Linked DNA regions of Rattus norvegicus: region 2 is linked to region 1. Evidence: chromatin contacts called from public Hi-C data. All regions are on one chromosome and are shown on one strand. The core of a region is the stretch at or near the end of the contact, and the rest is flanking DNA. Distances in the headings are between cores, read along the strand shown.

The links. Hi-C and Micro-C count contacts between places; a contact is called where the count stands out from the background.
Region 2: a contact with region 1 is called in a Hi-C map of liver, with 1.7 times the contacts expected there. The contact joins the enhancer-like site here to the promoter of Clec2l in region 1. A contact is called at or near these places in 5 of 12 Hi-C or Micro-C datasets (Schwann cells, frontal cortex, liver and 2 more).

Annotation. Positions count from the first base shown.
Region 1 is chr4:68,362,707-68,368,343 of GRCr8, forward strand. Clec2l (C-type lectin domain family 2, member L) reads left to right here and starts at 2,454. Exons shown (of 5, transcript NM_001044233.2): 1 at 2,454-2,634. The coding sequence starts at 2,454.
Region 2 is chr4:68,414,020-68,418,905 of GRCr8, forward strand. The region is part of intron 12 of Hipk2 (homeodomain interacting protein kinase 2); the gene reads right to left. Among named protein-coding and RNA genes, the nearest start is that of Clec2l, 51 kb to the left of the region's middle. Within about 2 kb of position 3,097, at least 3 of the 93 cell types and tissues checked have an H3K27ac peak or open chromatin away from gene starts, as enhancers often do. A contact at or near this core is called in liver, where this site is marked.

The DNA.
Region 1 (5,637 bases), core at 1,204-3,703:
GGAAGTCTGAAAGTCATGGCTGGAATGCTGCAAAGTCAGCCCCCTGCCTCAGCTGAGCTACTCTGTTTTTGTCACGTCTGTTTAGCTCAACTATTCACAGCAAGAGCTTTCTTGCTGACCCTCTGCTCCGAAGCAGCCTTGTGCCTGGCCCCAAAGCTAACTGTCCTACAATTGTGGTCATTACCTACCCTGCTCTAATGTCTTTGGTGCTTCCTGTACCAGTGTGATGAGGTTTGCAGCTTTGAGGTTGGTATTCTACTTAGGTGCTTCTCTAGAGAAGTAGACAATGTTCCCAGGGCTAAAGTAGAGGAAATGGCCAATCTTACTTAATCCAGCAGGCTTAAGAGGCAATGGCTCCTGTGCCTGACAGTTACTCTCCACCTCCTCCTAACACAACTCCTACACCACCATCACCACCATCACCACCACCATCACCACCACCATCACCACCACCACCACCATCATCACCACCACCACCACCATCACCACCACCACCACCATCACCACCATCACCACCACCATCACCACCACCACCACCATCACCACCATCACCACCACCATCACCATCACCACCACCATCACCACCACCACCATCGCCACACCACCATCTTCACCATCACCACCATCACCTCCATCATCCACACAGGGTCTTCAGCTCTGACTGCCCTTGAACTTACTGTGTAATCAAGGATGACCTTGAATGACACTCAGTTAATAAGGTGTCAGGGATAGAAGCCAGGGCCTTGTGCATTCCAGGTATCTTAGTTATTTTTCTATCGCTTGAAAACACAACTTTTCTATCATGACCAACACAACTTAGAAGAAAGAGTTTATAGGGATCTTACATTCCAGGGGGTTAGAATCCAGGGCCATCATGGCAGAAAGCAGGGCCACAGGTAGGCATAGTGCTGGAGTTGGAGCTGAGAGCACACACACACACACACACACACACACACACACACACACACACACACACACACACACAGAGAGAGAGAGAGAGAGAGAGAGAGAGAGAGCACTAAGGTTGGCCCATGCTGGAGGCTGAGGCTATGGTACAGCACTAGAGGTCAGAGGTTAGGAAAGGTCACAGAGGGCATCTCCCTTGGCCCTTTTGATTGGTTGTTTCTTGAGACAGGACCTCGCTATACATCTCAGTTTGGCCTCTGTCTATGTAGCCTACCCAGGCTGAACTTGAATTCTCAATTCTGCTTTGTGTCCCAAGCAGCCGGATGACAGGCTTGGGTTCCCGTGCCCAGCTGTGCTCTGGGCTTCCTTAATTCCACTTTCAACTCACTGCCAGGGTGTCAGCTACTGTCCGACAAGTGCCTGCAGCTTAGCTGGGTTGTGATGACACGTAATTGTAATCTCAGCACTTGGGAGGAAAAGGCTGGGGGACAGTTGCTGGAGGCTAGCCTGGTCTACTGAGTGCTCCAGGCCAGCCAGAGTTATACAGTGAAATTCAGTCTCAAAAATCCCAGAAGAGAGGCAGAGGGAATGACTCCGTAGGTAAAGTGCTTGTGGCACAGGCCTAAGAAGTTCAGGTCCCAGCACCCATGTAAAAGTTGGGCTGGTGTCAAGCATCTAAACCCATCAGTGGGGGCAGAGACCTATCATTGGAGCAGGTTAGCCAGCTCGCTTTAGCTAAATTGGTGGACCCTAGGTTCACTGAGGGAAAAGACGGTATCTGGTATCAAGTGCAGTGGTGTATGACCTTAATCTCAGCACTTGAGGGCCAGAGGCAGGCTAGTAGCCATCGTAGGTCTACATAGAGAGTTCTAGGGCTAAAGAGTGAGATCCTAGATTTTAAAAAAAAGTGGAGAGTGAATATACCCAGTGAAGACCTCTGGCTTCCATGTGCAAACGTGGACATTCATAATAAGCCAAAAATGTGGAGAAAAGTCCCTGAACTGTAATAGATGGTCGGCGTGGCTCTCTGGTTGCAGCGCTGCTCGGCCCTGTCCCCTTAGACCATGGCTTCAGCGGTGCGGAATGTTTCTCTTAGCTGCTGAGAATCTGGGGGGCAAGTCCCAGCCCCCATCCGTCTTCTCTGCCTCCAGGGAGGGCACCCCAGGAGCAGCCTTCCCAGGGCCTTGTCTAGAGAAACTCCCCCCACTTTACAAGACTCCGGAGGAGTGCCTTGGCTCACAGCTGCGCGGGAGCGGGTGGCGGGGCTGGTGACCTGAGCTGTCCTCTCTCTCCGCAACCCCGCCCGCGGTCGCGGCTCCCTCGCAGCCCCGACTCCTCCCCCGTGCGGGGCTCGGCGCGCAGGCTGCGGCGCGCACGGCGGGGACCGGAGCGTCTCCGGCGCGGGGAGCCGGGCTCAGCCCCGGCCTGCGGACGCCGCGGCCCCGGAGCACCAAGCCGGCCTGGGGGGCCCGCGGGGCGCGCGCAGCGCCGAGTGCGCCTGGGGCCGGGCTCCGCTGCCGGGTGCAGGAGCGCGCGCGCGTCGCGGAATGGAGCCGGCCAGAGAGCCCCCCGCACGCGCTCGCCCGCCGCCCCCGGCCGCTCGCCCCGCGCCCGCTGCGCCCAGGCCACGCTCTCCAGCCGAGGCAGAGGCCCGAGGCCCAGAGGGGCTGCTGAGGCGATCCGGGTCTGGCTATGAGGGCAGCACCAGCTGGAAGGCGGCCTTGGAGGGTAAGCGCGCAGCCTTCCATCCTCCGGTCCCCGACTCAGGACCTAGGAAGTGGCCAGTCACCTTGACAGCTCGCAGAGGGGCGATGTGGAGGATTTATTCGTACCAGAGCAGGCAGATGTCGCTATGGGAGGGGGAAGAGGCCCCTGGGGACCACCTCAGGTCACTGCTTTGACAAATCTTTACTGCCAAATCCCTCTTTGACCTTGGAGCACGCTTTATGCTCCAAACCTTAGTTGGGTCCGACGTGAAGCACCTGCGTGGCGGCCTGAATCTCTAGTAGAGAAGACACTGAGGGCTTCATAAAAGCAAAAGCTTTGAATCTCGGAGGTGGTGCCTCCACCCCGTGGGGTGGGAGGGCCGCACTGCTGGTGATGGGGCCAATGGAGAAGAAACCCCGGAGGACCTTCTTAAAATGTTGGGATGCCACATTCCTTCTTGTTATCCTGGCTCAGGGAGTGACCTCAGTCTGTCTAGAAGACAGTACGGGAAGAGACTTCATTCAGTTCACCTGCTCTTTTAAGAAACTTGGATTGGTGTACCTCTGGTGTCTGGTGCTCCGGGAGATACGGGAGTTGGACACAGGGAGGGTCAGCTTCCAGGCACTTCTCATGCTCCTACCTAGTAGGAACTGGGTAGCACTAACTAGGGGTAGAGTCAGAAAAGGGCATCTCAGAGTAGATGATCTCTCAGGGGTGTGAAACAGACAGGAGGGAGTGCACCAGGTCAATTAACAATAGGAGGTGGGTGTGGAATTAGCCAGTCCCTTGTGGATAACTGAACCCTATGGTGCTGGGTGCTGATGAGGGCATGAGAAATGAGGGATGGAGGGAGAGATAGAATACGAGAGGGATATCTGAGGGACCACCCAGGACAGGCTACAGAAGTTTGTTTTTTTGTTTGAAGGAGCTGTTGAGGGGTTAAGACAGCAGATGTGCGTGGGGAGGGCCTGCTGAGGAAGGTTGGTCAGTGAGGAAGGTGGGTGGTGGTCTGGAAGGGACAAAGCCACCTGTGCCCAGTTAGGTGATGGGGCAGCAGGGCATGAAGCACCTTTGGCTGAAGTCTGTGTGCCAGGGCCAGGTACTGTCTGTGGAGGGCAGTTCAGACTCTAAGCCTAATAGTGGTTAGGAACCATGGAGGTAAAGACAGTTTCCTTAGATGCAAGGCTTTACAAAGGACGACCAGAAACTTGGGTGAGATAAGGCCAACTAACCGTCTTCCTGGGATGTGTGTTTCTGGTTAGTGGTTGGGTTTTCCCTGTGACCTAAGCTTGCCTCCTACCAATAGTATTTCTTATATCACTCCCTCCCCTAGTCTATATTTCTTCATGTTTTGGAAAGTATTTGAAAGGGCCAGCTCTATTAACCTTTACTGGGTAGTGTTATTTCAGGGAAGTGTGGCTCGCTTGCTGGCTCTGGCCTTACCTCTGACACTGAATATATTGACTCTTGTCTTTCCCACTGTCAGTGTGGCCGACTGACCCTGCCCATCCTCTGAAGAAGAGGGCACACACTGGGATGGAGGAAAGCAAGAATGGTGGTGGTCCAGCACACCACCGTTCTTGGCATCTTCTTGTGGTCCAGTCTTGTGTCACCTGAACTGGCATGGCTCCCTACTGATATCACCATTGCTCCTCTTTTGGTCTCTGGGCACATAAGAGCACCCCGCCCCCCTACACACACATACACCATGGCTCTTGGGTGCTTGGTGTCTTGGCCTGGTGACTGTTATGGGACTTTTTAGTTCTGTTGGTGCCCGACCTCCATCCAAAGAGGAGAGCCCAGGGGTTGGGACTTGTTCTCGCCAGTGGCTACCACCATATGGGACCTTTGAGCTGACTAGCTCTTTCTGTGGTGCTAGGCCCTGTGGTCTGTGAATCACGGCATGATTTCCACCTCACAGTGCCAATCAGAGAAAGGTCCAGAGCGTAGGTTTGGTTGTGGCGGCTTTCTTTCCCAGCCCCCTGAACACAGAACCCGAAAGCTTGGGCGGGGAGTCCAGGGAACAGGGAGGACTGGCTACTCTGATGGAGTCCTTTGAGTTGAGGTTGCCCCTCACTTCAGTTCCTCTCCACCCTTAATGAGCGGAGCAGCCCTGGAGAGGATGTGGAGAGTGAGAGCTTCAAATATCTCACTCAAGGACTCCTTGGCCACTAACACATGAAACCGCCAAGGGATTTGCTTCCCTCTGCTAGGAAAGCTTGTCCCTCTTCCTGTGTGACCAAGGACACTGGGCTCAGAGGGGCTGACTGGAGAGACTCTAGTTCCCTTTTTCGAGCACACAGCTCTCCTCTCTGGCCCTCTCAGAGGAGTGTGCTATGCTCTGGAGGATGCTCAAAGCTTGAGAGGATTGGAGAGCAGCAGTCAGAAGGCTGGGGTCCAGGCGACCATCCTCATTGAGTAACTAGTTAGCAGTGCAAACAGAAACCAGATGGGTTGTCCTGGGGAAGGTTGTGAGCGTGAGTCTGTCCTTCCATCCAGTGAAGGCTGATAAAACTGACCCAGAGTGGCCTGCTGGGGTCTGAAAGCTCTGAAGGTGATTCAAGAAAGGGCTATTTCTAGCTTTGGAACTGAGAGTGGGGCACAGTGTTCTGGGTAAGAGAGGGGACAGAGTGACTCTGCATACCTCAAGGCTATATAGATTTCTCAGTGGTCGCCAACTCTGAATTTTTAATGTTGAAAGTTTTTTTTTATTAGGCACAAACCCACAACTTCCTGATCAAAACCACACTCATGCATTTGGCAAAAGCTACCTAAAATTTTAAAAATTACCAAGCTCCACATCTGAGCATTTTTAAATAGGCAGGATTACTTTGGGCAGGCTGTGTCCCAGATGGTTTAGACATCAGCTATGGGTCTTTTTTAGGATGTGGGTAGAGGGGGCGGGGGATCTATCTGGTATGAAGAACCTATGTTTTTCAGTCTTTCTTTCTAATGCTAATGCATTTAAGAACCCAGATGACCTGCACATGTAAACCCTAGATATAGGCGGGCCACTGCACGGTG
Region 2 (4,886 bases), core at 1,847-4,346, 52 kb after region 1:
AGGCTGGAGTGGCAGTCAGGGGGAAGCTCTCGGGGACCCAGCCCTGCTCCTGATAGCCAGCACCAGTGATGCGAGGGATGGACCATCACTGCAGTGGCCAGGCTCCCCATTCTTGCTGATTTAGGGCAGAAGACCCTAGCTGGCTCTGTGGGTCAGAACACGGGCCTCCAGCCAGATGTTTAACTTTAGTGTGTGCTGACGATAGGGCCTTGGGAACTGGTTGTCTACACAATGACAATACGAGCAATAACAGAACCAGTATCAGGGTGCTCTTGGGACGAGGTGAGAGAATAACACTGCACAGGACATGTGAAGGAGGGCATCGATAAAGTGACACCATCATTATAGAGGAGGAGCATCCCTAACCCCAAATCCCAGGGGCCCCCAATCCAAAACTTCCTGAGTTGTGACATGGTAGCATTAGTGAGACAATCCATGTCTGACCTGATATGGTAGGCTGTGGTCAAAAGCAGCTTACTAAGATGAACTGTGTAAAATTTCCTTCAGGAGATATGTACATGGGAAAATTTGAAATTCAAACATTTTTGGTTCAAAGCCTTTAAAAATAATTTAAATTTTATTGAGAATAGATTTTTTTCATATAATGTATTCTGGTCATGGTTCCTCCTCCCTCAAATTCTCCCAGAATTCTCTCTGCTTCAATCCACACCTTTTCTTTCCCTATCATTACACACATACACAAAAGCAGCACAAAAATCCCACAAAACATACAAAAAAATCAGAATAGGACAAAACAAGCAGAAAAGGAGACAGGCAAATGTAGATACTGACACCCCCATATCCACATCGAGAAATCCTACAAAAACAGTCAGATTTTTGAAATCCTCAAAAAACCACAATATATAAGCAAATGACTTGTAAAGTACATTTTAAAAAATGCCCAGACAAATCACTAGGAAACAAAACTTCAAAAATGCCACTGAGGTCATTTTGTGTTGGCCATCTGGTGCTGGGCAGGGGGCCTGCCCATACATGTGGTTTGTAGAGCAGTGGGATTCTTCCTTAGTGGTTATCACTTGAAAATAACTTCTGAGTTAGGGACAGGGCCTTGTGTCCACTACCCCTCTCAGTGCTGGGACCCCATCTAGCTTAGAACTGTGTAGGCCTTGATCCAAGCCTTATTGAAGACAGGATTCCACTACGTAGTCTAGAGAAGCCTCAAACTCAGAGATGCGCCTGCCTCTGCCTCCTGAGTGCTAGGATTAAAGCATGTGTTACCACACTTGGCATCAAGCCTTTTGGATAAAGGACATTCAACTTGTATATATTCTTATACAACACGAGAAAGCGGTTCTGCCCAGAACCCTACCAGTCACAACGAATTTTATGAGGGAAGGACTTACTGAAGAAGTTTCTTCTCTAGTCTGTGCTAAGCCAGAAGATTGATAGGAAAGAAAAAGACAAGTCATTAGTTTGGAATCTTGGAGATCTACAGTCAGTGCCACAGGGAATAGCTGCACAAAGAAATAGAAACACGCCTCTGTCCTCGAAGATAAAAAGCTCAGTGGGAGACTGTATAACAACATGACAAGTTAAACAGTAAAAGCTTTAAAATAACCAGCCAGAATAATGGATGTCACAAAGCCTTCCATGATGAACTGTCAAATGACTCTTCCAGATGACAATTGTTAAGAACCCAACAGAAGGCAAGGAATGAACTGGTCACATAGATTTACAGCTCTTCACATTAACTTAATTTTTAAAAATTGTCTTGTGTGTGTGTGTGTGTGTGTGTGTGTGTGTGTGTGTGCGCGCGCGCACGCGTGCGCACACACATGTGTGCAAGTGTCTGCAGAAGTCAGAGATGTCAGGATGCCCTGAACTGGAGTTACAGGCCGTTCTGGGAACAGAACTTAGAGCCACTGAAGGGCATTCTGTGCTCTTAACTCTCCAGCCATCTCTCCAAACTCTTGAGTGAAGTTCTCATATGGATCCTATACATCACATAAAATAAGCCAGATATAAACTGCATGAGTCAACACATGAAGCGTGTGGACTAGGCAAACTCATACAAAAGGAAACAGGTTACAGATCCCAGAGGTCTGGGGAACAGGGCAGGCAGAGGAAAACATACAACTATTTAGTGGGTACAGAATGTTGGGTTGGAATGACAGAAAAGTTTTGGAGTAGATCACAGATAATGGTGGCAATTCGCGCCCCTGATGGTTAAATGGTGAAAGTGGCAAATTCCATGTTTTACCATAATGTTAAAAACTAATGTGGAATCTCCCTAGTGAACTGCACAAGGCAAACTGGTGAATTGTATAGTATATGAATTATTTCTAATTTTAAAAAGCCCATAGGTTCATCCACCATAAAAAGCTCCTATGATGTAGCCTAGAGCCCTGTGCAGCACTGCCTTAGCAGACCTCAGGGGCTACAAGTAACTGTGGTTTGTCCCTAGAGTTAGAGAGTGAGTCTCCAGGGAAAAGTCCCGGAACCTGGGGCAGGAGAAGCAATGGAGATGTGGGGGCCAGAGTGAAAGCTGGGGCATGAGGAGGACCTGCTGTTCTTTTCTGAGGTGGGAGTAGACACTGGTCTCTGAGCTGAACGGTTTGCTGTCCTGTTGTTGGGGGTTCCCCTCCCAGCTCACCTGCATAGGTGAAAGTGCTTCCGGGACTAGGGGTGGGGCTGGCAGTCCCAAGGGGACACAGAGGGTTGCTACTCTGTTGCACTCAGACTTCTGTCACTGCTAGTACTTGATTAATAGCCCAAGCGCTGTGGCTCCTTTCACAGTTTACTGACATGGGGATATGTTCTGCTGCAGGGGAATGTTCTGTAGCTGCAAATAGTATTCTAGCACTGGCTCTGCTGTCCCTTTCCAGGTGGGACCCTGGAGAACCACAGCCCTATACCATCCATCCAGCTCTGACCAACTCTGAAATTACGAGGGGAAGTGGGAGAGATTATCTGCAGTATGAAAGGGCCCATTTTGAATATCGCCCAGAGATTTATTATGAAAGACATTCAAGATAATCCGGTCTCCTGTTCATGTTCAGTGAGAGGAACTTACACATACACTGGGCCCTGGACATTTCCTGCTGAGCCTCCCTCCCTAGGCCATTGGTCACTTAGAGAGTGAGCAAGCAAAGCAACACACACAGTACTGACTTTGACCAACTGTAGTCTGACCTCTGACACAATTCAAACTGCGCCCACTGGAATCTGTAACTCTTATTTGCAAAGTGGGAAGAAGCTCAGTTTAATGCGGATCAAATTTCCTAGCTGCTGGAACTTTCTGAAGGCATAATACACTACCTCACGGACTAGCACACTGCCACTGAAGAGAGGCTTTCTGCAGAGTCCTGTGGGAGCTGGGAGCTTAGCTTGGAGTGAGTGCTACATGTCAGTGTCTTGTTATCTGTGAGGGAGGTGGGGAGAGAAAAGCTCCCCAAACTCTTCACGAGGCTCATCCCTTTTTCTGTAGCTGGCAAGTCCCATGACTAACAAGCAAAAATCACATGGCAGCCTAACATTGTATCTTTTTGGATTTTTATCTGACAGGTTTGGGAAAGATGAATTAGTTTGATAGCTCTGTTTCTATTCTTGTCTATTGCTAGAAGTAACTGTGCTCTAGGTAAATATACTATCCAGATCAGAGAACAATGGGGAGCTGCTGAATGGCTCACTTAAAACACCCAGCACACATTTGAGATTGACACTGATAGTTCTTCAGGCTCATACATGTCAATACTACAGGGACTCATTCCACCATTGTCTCTAATTATTATTGACAGTTTATCAATCCTATTCTGAGCTGCTTAATAGGAGAGAGAGAGAGAGAGAGAGAGAGAGAGAGAGAGAGAGAGAGAGAGAGAGAGAGAGCGCGAGCTAGGAGTAGAATGATAAGTATTTACTCAAATGGCCTTGATAGACACTGCTTCTGAACAAGAAGCAAAGCGAGAGCTCGTGACTCCATTGTGTTGTCATGGCAATAGATGATTCTCATCATTTTGAAGTGATGAGGGGAAATAAGGAGCTAGGAAGTATAGAAATGAGCCGCAGAGGAGGAACAACTGGCAGAGGAGCAGGTGCAAGCCTCTGACCCCATCCACCCCTGTAGGATCCCGTCTGCAATGGAGTTCTGATTTCTATTTGCTAATCTCAGTCAATTTCATCCTTCAAGATCAAGGTCAAAACTCATCTCCTCCAATAAACTTTCCGTGACTCCTTTGTCTCCACTGACTTCAGAGAAAATACCACATGTGAAAGCAAAAATCAAAACCCTACTCTTCATTCCAACATTGATGGCACACACTGGACACGTATCTAATATGTACCATTCAAAGTGCCGTATTTGTTATTTCCTTCAGTCCTCAGAACAAGGCTACTCGGTAAGAAATGATTACTTTCCTCTTATAGACAATGACTACAGATAAGGAGGGCTTCCGTCCTTTGCTTGCCCTAGGTCAAAGCATCTGCAGTCTTAATCACTACGCTGCGTAGGCCTCTGCACCCCAGAGAGGTTCCTAGCAAACACTGCAATAGTAAAATGAGGCAAACTCTCCCTCTGGAGTCTCCAGGGCCCATTTGTTAAGAGTGGCTTCTTTTTCCCAGCACGGGATGGTTTCCTCCCAGTTTCCCAGCTGAAGGAAATAAGACATGAGGGTTCAGCTAACCTTATTGCTTTGTCCCCATGACCGGAAATACCAGTGGATTACTTTAAGCCTGCTCCTATGAGAAGGATAAGAAGCAGAGCTTGAAGACCACAGTTCTCCTTTTGATGCTATATAGCTTTTAATTTAGCTATTAGAAGAGAAAAGATATCTTAGATTTGTTTGTTTCCTGTTCATGTAGGTGTGTTTATGTGTATGCCTAGGCATGAAGGTCAGAGGTCAACCTTAGGTGTCATGCCTCAGGAGATG